Regions from separate parts of the Arabidopsis thaliana genome. Here region 1 is linked to region 2. The links are chromatin contacts, called in public capture Hi-C maps. All regions are on one chromosome and are shown on one strand. The core of a region is the stretch at or near the end of the contact, and the rest is flanking DNA. Distances in the headings are between cores, read along the strand shown. Region 1 holds the start of AT3G22104 (Phototropic-responsive NPH3 family protein). Region 2 holds the start of SGP2 (Ras-related small GTP-binding family protein).

Region 1 (7,275 bases), core at 1,650-4,149, 150 kb before region 2:
ACTCCTTATGCTCTCTATCACTCTATGTACAAATATGATCGTAAGCTTACAGCTTCACTAATCAAGAACAGAGCTTAGGAAGTGATCTATTACTTCCTTTGCTCGAGCTCTTGGATCTCTTCTTGATAACTTCCATTTGATTCTGCATTTTCAAACAAGCTCTCTCCAATTCCATTACCCTCCATTGAATCCCTTCGATATGTTCCTTCAGCTTCTCGTTTTCTCCTGAAGTCTCAACCTTCTCCATTCTGAGTATGAGCTGCTTCTGTTGTTGTTGTTGTTGTTGTTGTTGTTGTTGTTCATCTAGTGTCTCAATAGCCTGAAACTTTTGGTTACGCGAAATGTGAGCTCTTGATTCTCCTGAAAGCTTCTCGTAACTTAAAGTTCGTATCAAGTTGAGTTTTTCGCCATCAGTTGTTCCTGTGTGAGCCTGAACGAGCCATTAAACTGTTATTAGTGTGATAAAGATCGAAACATTCTTTTTTACATTTTGAACTTGAGATGAGTGTTGAAACGTACCTCGAGATACATATCAATAGCACGGTATATATCTTCGTGGGATTCTCTGGCTGAATCTGGAACAAGTGTGATGAGAGAAAGAAACTTTGAAGGTTTCAAGCAAGGATCAGGTGCTACTTCAGCTATGTATTGATCAATCAAACTTGAGACTTTCTTCAATTGCAATCCACTTCTTGCCCCATCTAGGAAAGCTTTTGTGAATCTAAGAACAAGATTCACATAGTACAAGTGACTCGATTTCGATGGAGATGGAACAAGAAGATTGTCTAGTGTTGCTTGATCCAGTTGGTGACCTATCATAACCTCCAGCTTGTTCATACAGCTTTTGTTTATGTTCAATCCAAGAGCAAGCCTCAAAACCGCAAAAAGGCTCTTGCAAGGGACACAACTTCGATCTAAGACGCAAAGAGTATCAATGATGGTTTCAAGAATCTTTCTTTTCTCATGAGAAGACGCAGAGCAAAACTTGACCTTCTGATAATAGAACAAGAACCTACTTATGATGAGATTATCAAATTTCCGCAATACCATAAGCTTCAAGAACATTTCAACCAAACCAGAACTCAGAACAAGAACTTCATCGAACCACCAAGTTAACCGAACAGAGCAATTCTTGAAACTCTCTGTGCTTTTACTATCACAAGAAAACCGAAACAAGCTGCTATCTGGTGAACAAGCAGAACCAGCACTAGAAGGACTCATTTCAATGGTTAAACACAGTTTCTCCACCAACGCATCCATCAGTTTCGCGGCTAAAGAATCAACTTCGGGCGATGTTTCAACTTCTTGACACTGTTTTAGACAAAGAAGAACCTCTGGCCAAGCCCAATACCTAATCTCTTCCATACACTTCTCTGTTTGTTCCAAGACTTTAGTGACTTCCATAAACTTAGCAGCACAATGCAAGAAAACTACATTCGAAGGCATCACAGCTACTCGACCGTCATTGTAGCAAAACCTCGATACAAACTCGAAACTCTCAGCTCCACCGGGGAAATCATTGAAGATCACCTTGAGATTTCCACTGGAACTAGTTGATTTCCCCAAAAGCTTTCTTAACGTTCCAGAATAAGCACATATGATTTGCTGCAGTCAAAATACAAACAACACAAACATAAGTTACTACAAGAAAAAAAAAAAAAGCAAAAAACTTTAAGGCTTGTTACTGTTAGTGAAAGAATAAAGGCAACAGTTATTACAAGACAGGAAGGAAATTAAATATCAACTACACAAAGGTCTCTGTGTCTCCAATCATTTAAGATCATCTTCATAAGTCACATAACAAGTAAGAACAAAAGGGAAGTGAATAGTATCCAACAAAAATCCAAATTAAGCCTCTTATCTTCCTAGAGAGGGCAAAATTTTGTTTGATTTACAGAGAAATATGGGAGAAAGTCAGAGAACAAGTATAAGAACAAAAAAAGGCAATAAATGATGATGGAGACATTTTACTTCATTACTCACTTAACTAAAACTCTTGAGTCCATTGATACTCAGAGAATTAGTTGCAGATTCCAAATTAGTGATTGGTTTCACAGGAAGAAAACAAAAAAAAAGAAGAAATTTGTGTGCCCTCATTTTAAGGTAATTTGTTGAGAGGACATTAAATGCTAAATGTAGGAGAGTCACACACAGTACGTGAGCCGTAGTATTATCATATAAAGATACACAAAAGATGTATTTTTAAAATCACATGAACACAGTTTTGATGCATAAATTAGAACTTGTAAATCAAGATTTAACGCAAGAACAAGAATTTAACTAAACCCAGATAAGAAAAACTGAAATTAACATTGAGAAATGGTTAAAGTTTGGATTTTTTGAGCCTAATTTAGACTTTACCTTATTGAGAAAGATAGTTTGTTCTCCATTGATGTCTACTTCAAGATCAGAGCAACAAGCTTCCATATCCCAAAAAGGAGAAAGAAACTAAAAAACACTCTTGGATAGAACTAGATTCTAGCTCTCTTTCTTTCTTGATTCTTCCCCCAAAAGAGAAAAGAAATGTGGTGAAAGAGGTGAGTAACAGTAGAGAGAGAGGTGTGGATTTATGCTGAGAAGAGAAAGAAGACAAAGAGCAAAGAAGCAAGAAACTTTTGTTGGTTTTGTGATTGTCAGATTCTATATAAGTCTTCTCTTATGATGTCTGTCAAGTCAATTAGAGAAGCACCCACAAATTAGTAGTGGTGGTGGGTTTGTATTTTGTTCATTGATAAACAAAACGAAAAATGAAAGTTTTGAGAGTAAATAAAAAAGGAAAGAGACCAAAGCAAAGCAACAAAGGCGTGTCCAAGCAAACACCACTCTGTTCACTGTTATAGAGAGGAAGAGAGAGAGATGAGAACTGAGACCTATTCTCTGACATTCTTGCTAATAAAACAATTTTATTTTATTTTTATTAAAAAGATAAAGGATATTTTTTTTGTTTATTCCTTATTATAATGTAAAGTTTTTTTTTTTTTTAACCTTTTGATCAGCTGATCAATCAGTAATTAATCATTTATTTTTCTGGTAAAGTTTATTTAGTTTAAGCTCAAATGGTGAAGCTTTTTAGGCTATATTCCCTTTAATTTTATAATCATGTTGTATTTATATCTCTAATCAACTTTATTTATTTTAGATTAGTTTAACTCATGAGCCAAAGAGTAAACTTTAGTACGAATGGTGCAGCGGTCAAATGAATTTGATAGAAATTATGTTTACACGTGATGCTTCTAATCAAAGTTATATTTTTTATTAAAACATGATTATTGCTGTTGAAAAATGATTAGTTTTTAATCATCTTAAACAACATACAAAAATAAAAAAATAAAAAATAAAGAACAGAATTCAAAAGAAGAAGTTTTGAAACAACAACCGAAAATTTAAGCCAGCCAGAATTTTTGAAATATATTTAGATAATCAAATTTCTCAAATCTTGTTCTACTTAAAGTTTTTTACAAAAAAAATCTTAAACTTAAATCTTTATTTTCCGTTAAATACCAATATACAAATATACAAAATATTAATTATTGGACCCGACCATAACAAAATTGGTACTATGTGGACCAAACTGAATTTGATTTATCTACCATACTATTTCAAGATTATAATAATTAAAATGGAGGAAAATTTGATTACATCGAGACGTTAACAAAGATACAAAATCAGGAATATATAATATAATTATTATCTTTGTTGATGATGACATACAACTATATAAAATCAATAATTATATATATATATATATACGATAATGTAATATAAAGGGATCTCCGCAAACAAAAATGATGCTTTATTATTACGTTAGATGGCATAACAAATAGTTCAAATAAATATTTACTTTCCAAAAAACATAAATAGTTACAATACTATTCAAAAAAAAACAAGAAAATAGCTGTTAATAAACGAGGCACCGCAATAATAGAGTCTAAAAATAGCATTCGTTAGACAACAAAAAAATATTCTAAATTTTTTTTTTAATAACAAAAATAAATGTTAAATAATAATATAAATAAAATAAAATAAAAGTGTGATTTGGTTTCAACTGCTCATGCACTGAAGCTCCTCCTAACGTGGTGAGCAAAAAAGCCATGGAACGGGGCTCACGTGACTTATACTCTGAAAGGACATTTATACCCTGAATATCAATAGGTATTTACAGCTATTGGCGTAACTGGCCCATTTGAGTGCCCAATAGTGTTGTTTTATGAGACACTTCTTCCAGAGTATTAGCCCATCTTACTTACATAATTGGGAAATTAGGGTGTATTTCGGATAAACTAAACTACGAGGAAAAAATTGAGGCGTAGTATGGCTTCTTTTTATTGGTTTGGATTCAAGCTATATTAAATAAGTCACATCAATCAAAGAAATATGTTGACGAAGAAACCCAAAGAAAATCTAAAACAAAAGTTATAAAACCAAACTGAAATCCGGCTACTAGGTAATAGCTAGACAGAGAGGAGTTTAAATGTTAAGGACCTAAAGGTGCTTACGTGAGACACCAATATTGCTCACGTGGTGTAAAACCTAATAAAGTAATTGCAATTTTATCATTTGTACGTTAGAGAAATTAAAAAGGCTCATCAAGATATATAATACTAAAGAATCTGTTAATTTACTTAGTAAGTTGGTATAGCATTAACAATATACCAATTTAAAACTAAATGGATCAACCAATGTATTGCAGTGACTCACAAGTCACGACGTTCTCTATCAAATTAAACTAATGAACCCTTGTGTTGTACGACACTACTATATGTGTGATTGTGTGTAGTGGCCACATCGATCAGTCCATATGTATTCTTTTGTTTTTGTGATAGAAAAAGAAATTTTATGTATAATAATCCATGAGTTTTGGGTCATGTGGTCATGTCATCTCCTACCTTTTGCTTGAATATGCTTTGGAGGGATCGGATTCCTACTTTTGTTCCTACGTATTTTAAGATTATGAAAATGACGATCATTTCTCACAATCACATTAAAAATAACACACCTTATCATCAACTTATATGTTATTCATGTAACAGAACACTGAGTGTAATTAAAAACAGAACACATTGCATATTTGCTTCATTTGTTGCTCATGAATGATGTGAAATGATTCTATATAACTTGCTTTTGAAAAGAAACTGGATTAAATCAAGGTGGTATTGGATAAACGGAGCATCTTAGGAGAGATATTGAGTTATTAAACGAACATATTTTGCTACAACCATATACTTAAGTAACATCTAGTTATGTCATTATGCGGATATCACACTTTTACTTGGTTTAAGAATGTTATATGAATTGAATATTCTTCAGAAAAATATGTCAAAGGTTTTGGGAAGTGCGACCAAAAAAAATGTTTTGGGAAATGTATTTCTCTCTCTTTTTACACCGGAGAAAATGGACGACACGGACAAAAAAAAGAAACCAAAAGAAAATGCTTTAGTAACACAAATTACAAATTTGAAATGTAAAGATGATATTGCTAAATTTAACGGGCATTGTGGCCCAAATCTCTTCGTTTTCGATCCAAACACTCGTCCATAGCTCTTTTCCCCCCCAACAAACATATGACCCATTTTGAAAGACACTTAAAAGAGCACCTAGAAATCTATAAAATCGACTAAAAGACATGCAATAAGAAAATAAATAAATGGTCAATAAGAAAATAAATTTTAAAAACTGAAAATTACAGTTTAGATTTTGGATTACGTCAATGATGAAAGTTATACTGACATGTTTTACCCACTGAAACATGGCATTAAATTCTTGCAACTGCAAAACATACATGATTTAGGCCAACTCCAATAGGACTCTAAAACACCATTTTAGTGTAATTTTTGCACTAAAAGCTTTCCAATGGAACTCTAAAATGCACACCATTTTAGTGTAATGCTACAGTGTTACATCAAATTTGGTCTGATACTATTCACAACTCTAAACACTATTCACTTATTATATCAATAAAAATTCAATTAACAAATATAAAATTACAAATGATTAATAGATATAAAATATAAAAATGAATGGATACATTAATATATTATATCTCTTGAAATAGTTTATTTAGTTATGATATTTTTATATTATTATGTATGAAAATACTCAAAATAGTTACAATTTTATGTATTTTTAAATATATATTTCAATGTACTATGTTTATAATGTTATGTAATTCTATACTAATAATAAATACTAATCAAAACTATTAAATAATAAAAGAAATCTTTTAAATAGATAATATAATAGTATTTTTTTTTTTAGTGTGATTTTTGGTGTTATGATTGGAGAGAACACAAGTTTTAATGCTAAAAATGGTGTAATTTGAACACCAAAATGGTGTTGAGCCTTGGAGATGCCCTTAGTAACTAGTCACTATCGCCAAAAACTACAAAACCAACAATAGCTTTTTTCCTAATCATATGTGTTCAGGTTTACATACTTTTAAAATACTGCATTTAGAGCATTAACAAAAAAAAATGAATTTAGATAACACAAATGTCGTGCAATAATAATAATAATGCATAAGTTTAAACTATTGTCATCAATAATCTCGACCCCAGATGATATTGCTTTAATTAGTGGGCTTCTTGGCCCAAATAGTAACAATCATTTTCTTTCCGTTCGACTTCAAAAAATATCATTTTTGCCGTCATGGAAGTTTTTTTTGTTGTTGTTAAAACCCGTCATGGAAGTTTTATACATAAATGAGTCAAACTTTGACCTTGTGAATTTATTTACCACTTACCATCTCAAAGTTTACAAGATTTGTTACAGTGGTTAAAAACACACCATCCATTTTACAACAGTTAGGTAACTTTCTCTTTTATTTACCAAGTTCCCCTTCCCAAGAAAACACGTTCTTATCTGTGCCAATCGCTTTCTCCAATTTCTTATGTATATTATATAATCTGTATATGTCTTTTCTTTTTTTAACAAAGTCAGTAATATAGCATTTTTTATTTTGGTTGGAAAAAGGCTTAATAGATTATGTTTTGTTTGTTTTTTTCTCTTGTAGATGAAAACGTTGAATTATTGTTAGTGTCTTTCTTCTTTCTTTTTCTGGATAAAAATCCTAATAAAAAAGATAAAATCATGAAATTAATACTTAATGTCTTTGACACTTTGTTCTCAAATTCAAATTATCAAAGCAAATTAAGCACTCTAATTTTGTGGAAAGTAATTTACATTTTGAGCAATTTCTATTCTTTTGATTACAATCACGAATAGAAAGTAACTAAAAAAAATACATTTCAAATCTCTTTAACAGAAACTTTTGCAGTC
Region 2 (6,672 bases), core at 935-3,434:
TCCTCTTTTCTTTGTTTTCTTCTACCTCTCGAAACCATTTACTCTCCGTTTTTCTTTGTTTGTTTGTTTGTTTGAAAAGAAACAGATAACAATGGAGAAAAGCGGGCGAAATCTCCGCCGCTTCATCTCTCCATTTCGCTTAAATTCGACTAGTCCGATCAGTCCCACGGCGACAAGCTTTAGCGGTGAATTAAAAAAAAAAAAAAAAAACGCATTCTTCAGGATTCGCTTCTTTTATATTATATACAAATACATATTCTAGAAGTCGATGATTGGTTCTCCGATTGTGAGATTGCGCTCCACCGTCCATGGTAAGTCGAAGAGCTTCGCCGTCACAAACTTAAAGATCTTATTCACGTTTATGTTGTATGAAGCACTCGAGAAGAAGAGCGTCGCGTTTAAAGCCTTCGCATATGTTCTCGCCTGTTACACAAAACATTCCAAATGTAAAATAAATTATATTGAATTTCACTGTATTGATTTGTTACTAGAATTCAAATGACTTCAAAAGATATGGTTAAAAACATTACCTGGCTAGCAATTGTCCATTGCAGATCAATAGGAAGCTGAATAAACTCATCAAACTTGGTTCCTACCATAACTGGTATCGCCGTCTGTAATATATTTATCAAACCTATCAGTGTTTAGCTTCACCAAAACAATAACATTTGATCTTAAACAAAAAACATTGAAAAATATCATATTTTTTTTAAGTCTCAACTCTAATTTTCTACAATCACACTTTTAGATCCATATTTTTGTTCTTTGTCTATGCTTAGCCAAAATATACGTTACAGTCGCAACCAATCATCCCCAAAATTCTATACAACAAGACTAGGCTTCGGCAAAATACCGAAACCCGAAGACTCGAACCCGATTCGAATACCCGAACGCCCAGTTACAACCAATCAACCCTAAATTTCACACAACAAGATTAGACCTGGGTAAAATACCCTAAACCCGATCCGAATACCCGACCACCCAGGTCTAAATTTTAAAAGACTTTTAACAAAGAGCCCAAATTTGACAAATGATAGTGAAATTAATATTACCTGATTAGACTTCCTAGCTTGTTGATACCAGCTAATGACACTATTAAGCGTGCAACGACTGGTTAAATCAAACATAAAGAGAATGGCAACAGAGTCCTTGCAAGCCACAGGGATTTGATCTCGTGATCTCTCAGCTCCTATATAACAACAATGTTAATTAGTCTTCACATTATCATTACTGCTAAACTAATGTGGATTAACAACAATGATTAAGTACCTTCTAATTCCCAGATACTATATGAAATGCGAGCACCTCCCATGTATAACGTCTTGTCCGTACAATTTATACCTTTCTCCAATTCTCTCATTTCTACTTCTTTCTCTTCTCCAACATATTTCGCCTTTCAAATTCCCAAAAATTCAAAATCAATCTCAACGCAAATTCAAAATCAATCTCAACGCAAATTCAAAATCGAAAACGTATGTTGGATTCGAAATTATTCTTACCAGGAAGCTAGTTTTTCCGATTTCTGGATCTCCTAAGAGACTAATCTTCAAAGAAACCAAATCAGAATCCGATCTCCGATGACTGTTATCATTATCGTAAACAACCGACGAACGACGAACAAACTCACCACCACCACCACCACCACCGACGACGACATCGACGGCGGGGATCGGAGAAGGAGAAGGACGAGAAACAGTCGGAGACGGAAGAGCGCGAGAAAGCAAGAGATATCTCCGAGATTTGCCAGGAGTACAAGCAACGATTCTACTCCATAACAACCGTGTGAATCGTCGGAGAATCAAAATCCGACGATTCACTCTGTTCCTTAGATTGTTGATTCGAACAATTTTAAGACACGATTGAGCCATTGAGAAAATTCAAAATTCGAAATCGAAATAAGGAAGAAGGAAGAAGAAAGGAGAAGAATCTGGAAAAAAAAGAATTTGAGGAAGAAAGCAGCTTCAAGAAGAGATGGCCAAAGAGAAGCTGCTTGGATCCATTTTGGCCACGGAAGAAAAAGAGAGAGAGATTTGATTTCAATACATAATGCCCGAAGCTTTAGCTTTTCTGTGTTTCTTCCTCTTTTTTCGGAAGAGACGACACTCTTATTAAATGAATTTTGAAATTTACTATTTTTGATGGGATTTGAAAAATTTGCAACGAACTTTTCTGGTGAGATGTGATGACCACATACATCTTTGGGGCCTAAAGTTGACCTATGAATTTTTTGTACGAAAAAGACGTATCGATTATAGTCATGTATTACGTGCTTGCATTGTATGCAAAGTTTCTAGATTTTTTAGTCTGATATTGTTGACAAATTCAGGGTCCGAATGGTGACTGCGTTTTGCGGTGTAAGAAATAAAGTGCAGTACGGTTCAAATAGTAACAAAAATACGTAGATACATATGTATATGTAGAGATTTTGGTAGTGTTACACCACTGTTGCGATGCGGTTTTGGATGTGGTCTATATCACAATTCATGATCTCCGTACTACTACCAATTATCATTCATAATTTTAACTTTGGTGTTAATCAAGTTGATTTAGAAGAACTTATCTTCATGATTTGTAACTTTAAGTGATAAAACTAAATTCATCTAAGACTTATCTAAAGTTAAATCATGTTTGATTATTTTACTAAGAAAATAAAAATGTAATGAGTTAGTTTTCAGATGTGTGCAAGAAAGCATACAATGATGATGTGTGTCTTCATGTACCCACCACATGTGAGCCATGTTTTTGGATGATTACACACAAATGTGGGTTTCTTCCGATAATTTTAAAATACTGAAAACAAGGTTCAATATTCTCTCGACATAATCAAATTATGTAAGTTATAAACAAATCATATGATATTGGGGGAATCAAGTGCTGCTGATTTAATTCGGTTTAAAAATTGTTGGTTCAAATGATGGTATTTTGGTTTAATTATTGAGACCCACGTGAATTTAAAACCCACGTTAAAGAAAAGAGAGGCCTTATAAAGACATGTCTCCGACAACTGTTTTAAAAAAAATTATAACCAAAATGCACTATCGTATAATGGCTGCTAACTTTCCTGAGTTTGAATGATTTACTTAAAGTCGTGATTTCCAATAGACTTTCAAAATCATATAACTACATCTTTCACCATCATTGGCCAACGTTCTAATGGAGTTCAAATTAAATTAGTATCAAACGATTTTGTTATATCTAGATTTTTTTTTTTTTTTTTGTGTATACCAAACTCTTTCATTCAAACTAGAAAGATACAAACAGATTAGGATTATTCAGATAAACTCAAATAGCAAGCTTGAAAATTGAAACACTTTGATATCTAGTAATATAGATCTAATACTGTAAAAAAGGAGTAATTTATTGTAGGTCGTGATACAAATTTACAAAAACTTCAATATATACGTTAGTTTAGGTATACATAGAAAATTGTTTGAGTTTTGATACATTTGTGTGCAACAGATACATTTGTGTTATTTTAAATGACAAACGATTGCCTAATTGTTGGACCAACAAAAGAATAAATAAGACTTAAATGTGTAGACAGAAAATGGCACAGATACAACGTGACGGCCATTATTGGCTTGGCCAAGTATTTACTATTTATATCCTTTTTCGTTGTATGGTTTATAATGAGAATAATGAAAAGAAAAAGTATCAAGAATTTTTCTTCTTTACTTTTTTTTTTTTCTTTTTTTTGAATAAAATGTAAAATTTATTCGAAAAAACGTGTTTACATCAAGTGTAACGGAAATTTAATCGCTCCTTTCTCTAACTTTATGGAACAAATATAACATCTCGTCTAGTAGTTTATAAGAATATTTAGAAGTTCTTACAATCGTTTTCGTTATTTTTTATTAAACACGAATGAAAATAGTGCTTATATTAAAATGTCATAGATGCGTTAAGTAGGCGATTATTTTACTTTTGTTTACATCAAAATTTTGCCACTAACTAAAGCAAAGTTAGAGCAAGATAATACACATTTATAACTATGTCAGATATCGAATCATCAACTCCAAAATTTCTCCTTTGACAAAAAAAAACTCCAAATTTTCTCTGTGCCTCAAGTCCTCAACGCAAATGAGCTGGACTGATTTTATGATGTGAAAACTTTGTTTTATGTATAGTAATTTCAGTTTACTTAGGCCCATATATTAGGCCCATAGATCACCCTGCCCATTTTGTTGGAAGTCCAGTTCTTATTTTCCTTCACATTCTCAACAACAACAAAAATGCATCATACTGAAAGAGAGAAACTTTAATTGCATTCCAGTCTAACAAAATATCATTAAACTAAAGAAAAACTCAGTAACAAAAATAACTAAGATCTATCCAATCAAAGACATGCATATATATATAAATCAATAAAAAATAACGCAGTAACTATTATAATCTTGGCATACAAAAATACATAACCTACCTCTAACATTTTAAACAAGAACACAAAAAACTTAAAATTGAGTTGTAGAAGTTTAAAAGGTTGATCCATATCCTTTTTTACCAGCTCACATGTTACTTTGAGCATTTGCATCGGTTTACCGATGAATCTAATCGGTTCCTTGGATACCAAACTTTCATCAACCTGCATCATTCAGGAACAACTTCTTGTTTCTTGTTGCTCCATTTGTCCAACCTTTTGGAAGCTTCTTCCACCTGAAACAAATTAAAATAACTATCAAATCAATGAAAATATTTACGTAAACACTTAGCGCCTACAGGGCAGCTTAAAGTTTAGCAAACTTACTTCTTTTGTCCAATCTGTTCTAAACGTGACCCACGCCAAAATAAACGTTTGTATAACCGTACCACCGATCATCCCCGTCCATATACCCTATAGCATCATTAGCCTTAAATTTGTTATTCTAATATTCAATACAAGAATAATGGTAACTAATTAAAATGAAAGTTAAGAAAACTATCTTGCCTTGGCACCGAAGTTAAAGTAAAACCCAAAGAGAGCCCCAAGAGGAATTCCAATAATGTAGTAACATCCAACGTTAACCTTCGCCACAAACGTTTGCCAACCGCATCCAACCGCCACACCTATAATAAAATTTTCCCAATTGTTCAAAAAAAAAAAAAAAATCTTCGCTTATTCGGTTTGCGAAATTGCGGTGTATCGATCAGAAGGGTTTACCAGAGAGGACAGGTTGGATTCCGTTAAGGACAAGTGTTACGGCAAGAAGCGGACAGAGATCAGAAACAGCGTCCGAGACTTCTTTACCCTCAGTGAAAGCATAGCTTAAAACATCGCGGCACGCTAAAATAACAATGGCTAGGATCACACAAGTGATTAACGAATAAATGTTAACGATGATCACAGAAAAAGCTGCTGATTTAGGGTTCCCAGCTCCAAGTTCATTGCTCACTCTTACACTGTATCAACATCATAACACAATTTTTGTCACACTTCATCAGATTTAATAGGAGAAAAAGAGCTTATGGTTCAGTATGATTTAGCATTATTTAAGTGTGTAAAATGTAAGAATCCACATATTTTTATGGGGGTAGGTAAATTGGATAGAGACGTTTTCTATTTTATATGATTTAAATTTAGTGAAAACGATCATGCAAGTGGTGAGTTGGGACAAAACAGACCTTATCGCTGCATTGAATCCAACAGATATCATGAACACCCACCCTGAAATCGTCATGCTGTAACACAAAAACAAATAATTTAATATCGTACACTATCAAAAGCTAGTATGAAACCATTGTTGCTTGTAATGTTTTTACAACATTTTAAAATTGTAACTTTTGACTTGACATGAAAATCAAAGATATCATATTATAAAGATGGGAATTCCATACTGATTTGGGGCAACTACCTAAATTTGGTGGCTGCTTCTGTTTGGTAACAGAGGAAAGAGAACTTTTGGAAAACCTAAAAAATCTAGTACTTACGACTCAGATAAATCTTAAACTAATTAGTACTAGAAGAATATTGTATAATATCTTCGACAAAATAAAGAAGTAGATGCAGATTGGACGAAGAAATAATGTTTTATTCGATTCCATATGAGATAGTTTCATATGGTCATACAGAAATTGTTAAAGTTAAATTCTACTGCTTAAGAAGAAGACAAAAACAAATTCCAAAGAAAACCAAAACGAGAAGACTGAAAAGAAGAAATGTGATGTGACCATAGATTGTCTGTAGCGGAAGAAGTGTCAAATTTGTTCGCCATTAACTTAACTTTCATATCTAGTATCTACAACCAAACTTTGCTTTGTACTCCCTACAAAAAGTTTTGTTCTATGCTTTTCATATCGAATAATAATAATACTAAAAGTTTTGTCGAATCATTACTAGAAAAATTCATGGAAAAGTCTATAATCATACATATTCACGTGGAGTTTCAGGATATATAAAAAAGTGTTTTCTTGTAGAAACCAATAACTACTACCTATGATAAAACATAAATAAAATATCATGTGGAAGACAAATTAGACTAGAATAGGTAAAATGGAAACCAAAGAGGCAAAAACACTAGAATAGATAAACTTAAATTATTATTTTTTATGGTCAATAGGTGAAATTAATTTAGTAAACGAAATTAACTAGTAAAAATAAATTTTAAAGGAAATAATTAAATTGAGTTTGACTAAAAATAGGACTTACCAAATAGAGAGTGAATCAAGAGCAAGTTCAGGATTCTCGAGAAGTCCGGC

What was found. Capture Hi-C pulls out chosen DNA fragments and counts their contacts.
Region 1: a contact with region 2 is called in a capture Hi-C map of root, with 6 times the contacts expected there. The contact joins the promoter of AT3G22104 here to the promoter of SGP2 in region 2.

What each region holds. Positions count from the first base shown.
Region 1 is chr3:7,784,966-7,792,240 of TAIR10.1, reverse strand. It overlaps AT3G22104 (Phototropic-responsive NPH3 family protein), which reads right to left and starts at 2,899. Exons shown (of 3, transcript NM_113107.7): 1 at 2,362-2,899; 2 at 520-1,605; 3 at 1-430. The coding sequence starts at 2,427. The coding sequence ends at 62.
Region 2 is chr3:7,639,777-7,646,448 of TAIR10.1, reverse strand. It overlaps SGP2 (Ras-related small GTP-binding family protein), which reads right to left and starts at 2,184. Exons shown (of 5, transcript NM_180291.3): 1 at 1,500-2,184; 2 at 1,270-1,393; 3 at 1,053-1,189; 4 at 531-614; 5 at 1-423. The coding sequence starts at 1,868. The coding sequence ends at 259. It overlaps AT3G21690 (MATE efflux family protein), which reads right to left. Exons shown (of 7, transcript NM_113064.5): 2 at 6,623-6,672; 3 at 5,599-5,655; 4 at 5,138-5,376; 5 at 4,925-5,043; 6 at 4,745-4,831; 7 at 4,060-4,653. The coding sequence ends at 4,588.